3 separate regions of the Macaca mulatta genome follow, and all the other regions are linked to region 3. A link is a contact called in public Hi-C data. All regions are on one chromosome and are shown on one strand. The core of a region is the stretch at or near the end of the contact, and the rest is flanking DNA. Distances in the headings are between cores, read along the strand shown. Region 1 holds the start of SEMA5B (semaphorin 5B). Region 2 holds the start of PDIA5 (protein disulfide isomerase family A member 5). Region 3 holds the start of SEC22A (SEC22 homolog A, vesicle trafficking protein).

The links. Hi-C and Micro-C count contacts between places; a contact is called where the count stands out from the background.
Region 1: a contact with region 3 is called in a Hi-C map of fetal cortex germinal zone, with 2.4 times the contacts expected there. The contact joins the promoter of SEMA5B here to the promoter of SEC22A in region 3. A contact is called at or near these places in 2 of 14 Hi-C or Micro-C datasets (fetal cortex germinal zone and liver).
Region 2: a contact with region 3 is called in a Hi-C map of liver, with 2.7 times the contacts expected there. The contact joins the promoter of PDIA5 here to the promoter of SEC22A in region 3. A contact is called at or near these places in 2 of 14 Hi-C or Micro-C datasets (fetal cortex germinal zone and liver).

Annotation. Positions count from the first base shown.
Region 1 is chr2:160,747,154-160,750,106 of T2T-MMU8v2.0, reverse strand. It overlaps SEMA5B (semaphorin 5B), which reads right to left and starts at 1,575. Exons shown (of 22, transcript XM_077993801.1): 1 at 1,082-1,575.
Region 2 is chr2:160,707,292-160,710,085 of T2T-MMU8v2.0, reverse strand. PDIA5 (protein disulfide isomerase family A member 5) reads left to right here and starts at 1,384. Exons shown (of 15, transcript XM_077993796.1): 1 at 1,384-1,581.
Region 3 is chr2:160,565,454-160,568,341 of T2T-MMU8v2.0, reverse strand. SEC22A (SEC22 homolog A, vesicle trafficking protein) reads left to right here and starts at 1,557. Exons shown (of 8, transcript NM_001194575.3): 1 at 1,557-1,685.

The DNA of each region.
Region 1 (2,953 bases), core at 326-2,825, 180 kb before region 3:
GGTGCGGGCAGAATCCAGCGCTCCTCTCTCCTCATCCAGACTCGCGGCCCACTCCCGCCTGGCGCGGTGGGCAGTCGGAACGACCCAAAGACTGGGCTTGGGGTAAGAACGGCGCTGCAGGTGGTCCTCCTCCTTGTTTAAAGTTTGCGGTGGGCAAAGGAGTCGGCTCCGTTGGGCCGGATCCTCTCGAGCCTCGCCTTCTTCCTCCTCCAGTCCCGCGACCACTTCCCTCTCGGCTCCCGCCCCGCGCGGGTCCCCGATCCCCTCTCCCGTCTGCATCCCTCTCTGTGCCCAAGCGCCCCCCGCTCCCTCCCTTCTCGCTGGATCTCCCGCAGGACGTGAGCGGAAAGTGAATGGGCAGCCCCAACCACAAAGACAAATTACCATGAGAAACATAAATCGGGAAATCGCCGCTCGCGTCCCCGCTTCCAGCTGCCGCACCCCTCTCCACCCTCCCAGGGCCCTGATCCACTGCCCCTGGGGCCTGACGGGCAGAGTTCGTGCTCCGCAGGGCAACAGTGTCCTGGAGGGGGGTCTGGGAAGAATCCGGGCGGCGGCTCCGCAGGCGGCGGCGGTGGAGCGGGGATGTCCCTGAGCGGGAGATTTCACACTCCAGGCGGGCCACGCGTTCCCACGCGCCTCGCCGCCCGCACTCTCCCTCCGAGCTGTTTACTAGCCGGCCCTACCTAAGCCTCCATCTCCTCACCTCTGTCCCTCTGTCCCTCTGTCCCTCAGCCTCACTCGTCCGTCTCCTTCTCCAGGCCTGGGTCCCGGGTCCCCATCGCCGCTGCAGCCCCGATGCGCCGACCACAGCCCGGGCAGGGCCCAGTGCAACCGGGACCCAGAGCTGGCGGGCGGCGGGAACGCGGCAGCGCCAAGGGCTCTTAAGCCGAGGTGGCAGCGGGTGGCGCGGAAGCCAGGGGACCCCCTGTCCTCCCGCCCGCAGCCTCACCTACCTGGCTTCAACTTGCCAGAGCCCAGACCCCTACCTCCCTACCCCGATACCCACCCGAGTTGCTGAAGTTTGCAAGTTGCAGCCCCAACCCGCGCAGGGGAAGCGCCCGGGGCTCCCGGGACTCACCTCCCAGCGACGGGTGCAGGTACCCGATTCCCCGCGGCTCCCGACTCCCGGGCGGCGCGGAGCGTCGGGGGCGAACCAGGAGAGCTGGCGGCCCGTCTGGGAATAGGGCGGCCGCGCAGGAAAGGCCTCCAGCTCTCAGCGCTCCAGTGCAGTCCCGACCCCGGCCCGCGCCAGCTGCACTCGGGCTCCCAGCAGCCGCTGAACGCGCTGCCGACCCGCCCGGCTCGGCGGAGCTGGGCTCTGGCACCAACCCCCGCGCTCCAACTAGCTCCCGACCCGGCGCGCGGAGAGAGCAGGGAGGAGGAGACCGCGGGAGCAGAAGGAGGGAGGGGGAGGTGGGGGAGGAGTTGCGAGCGAAAGGAGAGAAGGAGGGGAGCGGCAGCGAAAGAGAGGAGGGGGCTGGAGCGGACCTGCCGCGGCGGGCGCTGCACCCGCCAGCCTCGAGGCGCGCGGAGGAGCGCGAGGGGGCGCCCTGCGGCGCGGCCGCTCGGCCGACTCCCGCCCAGGGCCTGCAGAGTGTGGTTACCAGCCGGGTGGGCTGAAGCCCCTTCCCCGGCGGGCATTCCGGCGGCGAGACCTAGGCCCCCGAGCATTTGCCGCCGTTTGCCACATCCCGCCTTGCAGTGCTCGGTCACCCCATCTCGAATGTTACATCTTCGCGGGGCATCGGCGGGACCTGCCCAACCCAACACTCCGGGCCTGAGGAAGCTCCCCCAAATCCCACTCCGGACTCCCACATTCCCCAGCCCCATCAGTTCGGAACGATCTTCCTGCCTGTGGATTTGAAGGGGAAGGGACCTTGTGTAAAACGTGGGAGAGCCGTTATAACCTGCAGTGGCAGAGAGGGAGGCTAGGCTGCTGGGCTGGGCTGGAAAGCCAGAACTGGCCGATTAGGGTTAACCTTGCAAACTGTACGATATTGAGCGAACCTCTCCAAGCCTCAGTTTCCTCAGCTGTAAACTGGGGTTAGTAATACGCACCCTACAGAATTGTGAAGAACGAGTAGGGGATACGGGGAGTAAAATAACATCAGGAACAGTGGGAGGGCAGCCAAGAGATGAGCGATCCGCGGAGGTGCTGGAGCGTTCTCGGCTGAGGACGGAAGGTTTAGCGCAATCAAAACAAGCGAGGCCGAATTGTTTACAAGTTTAAGTGATCTAGTGTTTCTGATGGCTAGAAGGCGGGAGAGAAAGACGCAGGGGGCAAGCTTCAAATCCTAGCTGCCCGGGCTGCAAGAGGGATGGGAAGGGAGCCCTCTGCTGAACAAAAAATATATTTGAAAATTTAAAAAAAGGTGACCTAAGAACGAGTGAGAAAGACAAAGGATCTGAAAAGCTAAAACCAGGAAAGTGTGAATCTAAGAGATAACCAAAGAGAACTATGGAATAAAAATAGATAAGTTGGAGGAAGGAAAATATCAAAAGACTTTCTAGAGTATGCCAAAAATCGGATAATTAGAACAAAGTCTGAGTGAAGCATTTTACATAATAAAATTCTGGGTAAAGGAAACCCCGATAAAGCAGAAGAATTAAGACACTAAGAGCCCCAGAGAAGCACCTCCTCCCTGCCATCCTCCTACCCCTGGACCATGGCAAGAAGCAGTTTGACAGGATAATGGGAAAGAAGGGGTGGTTCTGAATCCAAGAAGGGAGTTTATGAGACACTGTAGAAAGAGAAACAGTGCAAGACCTCAAAGATAGACTTTCTAAGGCAACGGAAATGCTGAAACTCATAATGTGCAGAATGGAGAGAAACTTACAAAGGGAAAACACCTTCTGGACACAAAGGCAGAGACGCAGAGAAGAAAAGGAAGGAAATGGGCATGTGCGGGCATACCAGTCTGGTAGCCCATTCATTTAATATTGGGGTGAA
Region 2 (2,794 bases), core at 135-2,634, 140 kb before region 3:
CTGCTTTAGAACATGGAATGGGTTAAATAGTTTTTCTCTTTTGAAAATGTTTACCCAGGTAAAATTTGCATAACATCAATTAACCATTTTAAAGTGTACAGTTTACTGGCATTTAGCACACTCACAATGTTGTGGAACCATCATCTATCTAGTTCCAAAATGTTTTATCACCCCTGAAGGAGTCCCTATACTCATTAAGCAGTCATTCCCCATTCCTTCCTCCCCACCCCCAGCCCTGGGCAACCACTACTATGCTTTCTGTCTCTGTGGATTTACCTATTCTAAATATTTCATAAGATGTAATCACATCATATGTGACTTTTTGTGTCTGACTTCTTTCATTAGCATACATTTCTGAGATTCATTCATTGCAGCATGTGTTATGTTAGCATTTTATCCCCCCTGCTCCTTTTTTTTTTTTTTTTTTTTTGAGACAGGGTCTCACTCTGTGGCCTAGGCTGGGGTGCAGTGGCATGAGCTCAGCTCACTGCAGTCTCCATAACCCAGGTTCAAGTAATCCTCCTGCCTTAGCCTCCCAAGTAGTTGGAACTACAGTTCCTTGCCACCACACCGGCTATTTTATTTTTATTTTTAGCAGAGATGAGGTCTCGCTATGTTGCCCAGTCTGGTTTCAAACTCCTGGTATTACATGATCCTCCTGCCTCAGCTTTCCAAAGTGTTGGGATTACAGTCATGAGCTGCCCTGCTGGGCCATTTTATTCCTTTTAATAGCTAAATAACATTCCATTAGATGGATGTATCACACTTTGTTTATCCATTCATCCTTTGACAGACGTTAGAGTTGTTTCCACCTTTTGGTTATTGTAAATAGTGCTGCTGTGAACACTGGTGTACATGCATTTGTCTGAATATCTGTTTTCAACTCTTTTGGGTATTTACCTAAGAGTGGAATTGCTGGTCAAATGGTAATCTATGTTTAAGTTTTTGAGGAGCCACCAAATTGTTTTCCAACAGCTCAATAATGTTTTACTGAAGTTAAATAGAATAAGCAGCGGGGAGTCTGGGAGGCAGGAATGAGGGCTTCTCCTGTCCTTCACAGGCAGCACTGGACTCTGCCATTTACCGGCTGTGTGATCTGGGTCAACGTACTTAAATTCCCTGGACTGCCTCCTAATCCTCAAAGTGGAGAAAATAAAACCTAATTTCTGTGAGCTGCGTGAGATACTGTTTCTGAAGCTCCAGGCACAGAGTAAGCCCCCGTGCATTAATTGCCTTTCCTTACTCCCTGACCTTGCCTTTTCACACTTCACTCGCTGCCACGTGGCGTCGGAGGCCAGTCCGCACCCGCAGCCCCCAGCTGAGCCAGGCTGCAGACTACAACTCCCAGCGAGCACTTCTTCCCGGCCGCCTCTCCCCGGCTGCTGCGCATGCTTTGGCAGACGTGGCACCGGGAACTCGGAGGCGGGGAGCGGCTGGGAAGTAGCCGTGGTGGTTGGCCGAGGTGGAGCTAGCAGGCGGGCGGGCGGGCGCGGGCGCCGGAGTGGAGAAAGGAGCCAGCGGTGGGCAGCGGCTGCGGGGATGGCGCGGGCTGGGCCGGCATGGCTGCTGCTGGCAATCTGGGTGAGACTGTGGGGTAGGGGTCCGGGCTGGGCCGGCACGTGTGCCCCGCGTGCCCTTCTGCGCTCTCTGCTCCAGCTCTCTCCAGGACGTGAGGGAAGCTGCCCCGGGGCACCGGGATGAGGGCGTGCATGCCAGGCAGGCGGGCACCGGGTGCTACGCGGGAGACAGCGGGAGTCCCGGTGCCCTCCCCGCCAAGCGCTCCCGGGCGCAGGGGCAGGAGGCAGCTGTGGGGCGCCGGGCGATCCCTGGCAGGGTGCTTACGCCACGGCCACAACTTTGCGGGGATGCAGGTCGGGGCACAGCCACCAGCTCAGGCGGGACGCCGGCGGGCTGCGGGTGTGCTCAGCCCCAGACTCCGAGCCCTGCACCTGTGTGAGTGCGGGGTGGGATGGGGGTGCTTACTACCTGCACTGCCGGAAACCTTGGTTTAGGGCCACCTTGTTCTTGGTTTCGGCCCCAGGCGTCTGGGAAACTGCGGGCCACCACCTGGGCCTCCGCCCACAGGCCAGGCTCGGTGGGCTGGGTGGGGTCGACGCAGCCCGCCCCTGCTGAGGAGCTGCTCCTACACCCAACTGAGGGGCTGGCTCGAGCCTCAGCCACTTTCTAGCCGTGTGACGCGCCGGTTCATTTAATGTATCTGAGCTAGTCTCCTCATCCATGATATAGAAAGGCAAAGGTACCCCCACAGGGTGGTTCTGAGGGTCGGATGAGGTCTCAGAGAAAGAAGCTGTGTAAACTGCAAAATCTTACGAAAGTGGAAAAGGAGTGGGCTCCAAGAGGAGTTTGCTACACTTGGTGGAGGGACTCCAGGCATCCCTGAGAGAGGTCGGAATGGGTGTGCCTGCTGGCCCAGGACTGGGGTTTGGCCTTCGTGTCGCTGTGGATGTGTGATGGGATATTGTGGCCATCTTTTCCATAACTTATGCCCTCCCTTATTTTAGGACCATCCTGGCTCCTTTTCTCCTGAAGTTCCAGGGAACTTCCTGCTCCTGGCACCCTCCCCAACCCAGATTTTCCCGTTATTTTCCATTTGGGTGTGGCAAGGACACTGGGCAAAGAGGAGGAGAAAAGGAGTGTGGGTTGAGTTGCTTGAAACACTTCCATCTCCCAATACCCTGGATCACCAGTGAGGAGTGGCCTGGGACTCTCTGGTTGGAAGCGGCTGGGGAAGGAAGCCCCCTGTTCTCTTAGGTCTGTGTTCTCACTCTCGGGG
Region 3 (2,888 bases), core at 308-2,807:
TTCATGAACATTCTTATACATATGTTTTCCGGTGAATATATGAATACATTTATGTTGAGTATATATCTAGGACCAAATCTATGTTAGTTCAGGCCTTTCTTCTGAACTTTAGACCTACATATCCAAATCTACTTGACATCTCTATTTATAGACATTTCAAATTTAACATATTCCAAGCCATTTGCTCCTCCTCCTGTGTTCTGTGAATCAGTAAATGGCTTCTTAATCCATCTAGTTACTTAAGGAGTCATCCTTAATATTCCTCTTTCTTGACCCTTCCCGGCAAACCAATCTGTTATTAAGTCCCTTGGATACCATCTCTAATTTATACATATCTTGAAATTATCTACCTCTTTCTGTCTCTAACTCCCATTATACTAGTTCAAGCCATCATTTCTGGCTTTGCCTGATGCAACTGCCTCCAAATGGCCTTCCAGCAGCCTTTCTTGCCCTCTTCCGAACTATTCTCCACAAACAGCCTGAGTGATTCTTAAATATGCAAATAGGATCCTACTTAATAGTCTTTATTAGTTGCCCATTGACCTTGGGCTGAGATGAGACAAGGGCCAGACCATGCTGGCTCTTATTGGCCACATTACAGATTTCAGGCTGTATTTTGGAAGTTTCTCCTTGCTCCCTACACTCCATCCACACTGACTTCCTTTTACTTCCTAGAGCACAAGAAGTTCTTTCATGCCCCAACAACCTCACACATAATAGTTCCTTGACGGGGAACATTCTCTAAGGTTCTTTAATATGCCTGCAGCTTAAAAGGCACTTATTCAGAAGTCTCTTTCCTGACAGTCCAAAATTAATTCATCATTGCACCCACTAATTTTCCCTCCCAGTACTGATCACAATTTATAATTCTGTAACTATTTATGCTTTCATATCTTTTGCTCCAATTACGTCTTAAATTCCATCAAGTGTTATGTCCACTCCTGTAACCCCGCGTTTAACACGGTGCTTGGCACATGGTAAACAGCCAGTAAATGCCTGTTTAATAACGCATGACCGATGCGAAAGCTGGAAGGGGTCAAGGGGTCGGCATCTGGCACTTCTCTGCCATAGTTTGTTTCCTTCTTGTGTGTGGGTATAGACGGGGCCAGGTCCTCTCCTTGCTCACCCACAGGGGGCTTTTCTCCCTGTCCCCTTTATAAGTGTCTGCTGTAGGGGCCGCGTGTGAAAGACAAAATGCCTGCAGATACAGGGCGGCGAGCGGAGGGGATTGGCCCTATTTCTAAAGTCAACGTAGTTCTGTCATCAGAGGACTGTACTTTTCTGGCGCAGGTGCGAGAGACGCTGCCAATCTCTCCTGGAGCGGGTGGGACTAAGGCGGGTCCTGGGATCGGGCGGGTTGTTGTGTCCTTCCTGCAGAATCCGATTGGCCTGGGCGAGCCGAGGGAACGGGGGCGTGGTTTGATTCCGCGGGCGCGAGCCACGTTGGACGCGGCGCAGCCCCGCCGAAAGGCCCCTCCCAGGCCCCACAATGCACTGCGGGGTGCGTCACTCGGAGCGGCGGGTCCCGTCTCGACAGGTACTACCCGGCCCCTCCCAGTCCTCTTCTTCCCTTCTTAGGGGTCGTTCGAACCCCTGCCGGCCTCTCCCCTCCCTCTCCCTGCCTCCCGCGACAGCCTCGGTCTTCGCCCTCGGGACTGAAGACCTACCCGACGGGCAGGAGCCAAGTCCGTGCCTTTGGGGTGGGAGCCGGGGCCGCGGAGCTCTGGAGGGACGGGCAAGCAGGGACCCCGTCCACTTCGACTTGAGGTTTCTCTGGGGCCACGCGGGCGGCCGTTGCGCCTCGTCTGAGCCGCCTGGGGTATTGGGCAGCCAGGGAAGGAGTGTCTAAAGGGGAGGGACAGTCGCACTTGGCTGTCAGTAGGTTGGTAGGGATTCCCTGGCGCCCAGTTGTCAGAAACACGGTGATCTACCTGTGTAGGTGGCCCGCGGGAGCTTGAGGTGGTATTTCCTATTTCTGTTAGGCAGAATGGGACTTGAACCAGTGTCTTACTTTACGTCTTGCGGGGATGGAGTGAGCACTGAACCCAGATATTTGCCCGTGTTGGCTCACGGAAACCTCTTGAGACCCTGCCTCAAGAGTCACTTTGGGAACGATGTGGCAGAAGGGAGACCTGAGCAATTGGCTCAACAAGTGGAGGAGGCTTCCGAAAGAAAAGGACAAGCCCCAGCTGTCCTGAATCTCTCTGCCAGTGAAGACAGCTTAAGATAATTTTTCTCCTGCTGCTTAGTTTCCTGGGTCATCCACCTGGGGCAGGGGGCTAGCTTGAGAACCAGTCCCTCCTGGGCCTATTCAGCCAAGGCAAAGCCTAGCCCAGAGCAAAAATGTCAGCCACCAGACTGGAGATGTTGGGAACTTCAGTCAGGGGAACAGCCACTTTTCAAACTCTGAATCACTTTTCATGTTATTGATATTTGCTTACATGCTAAGATCGGAAGGAATCAGGCGGTGCCTTAAACGGTACCTACAATTTCTGGCATATTAAGGTTCCTTCAGTATTTGATTCTGACACCTGTGACCGTATCCTAAAGTAATGGGACATTCGGGTATTTCCTATGTTGAAAACCATCACATCTGTTTAGTGCCTTTTTGTGTGTGTGTGCGTGCAACTGGTTAAAATCGAAGTATATCTTATGTTGGTCTATGAAAGAGGCCCAGGTATCACAGGGGTGCCTGTGACCTTCCTTGAGTGTCTCACAGAGTTGTTAGAGTTGGGTCTGAGTTTAAATCCCTACTTTGTCACGTACTAGTTTAGGGATTAAAAAAATTCCTTAAGCTTTCTGGGCTTGAATTTCCTCAAAGGTAAAATGGAACTAATAATACCTACTTCACAGGTTTTTGGAAGGCTTAAATGAGGTAATGTGTATAA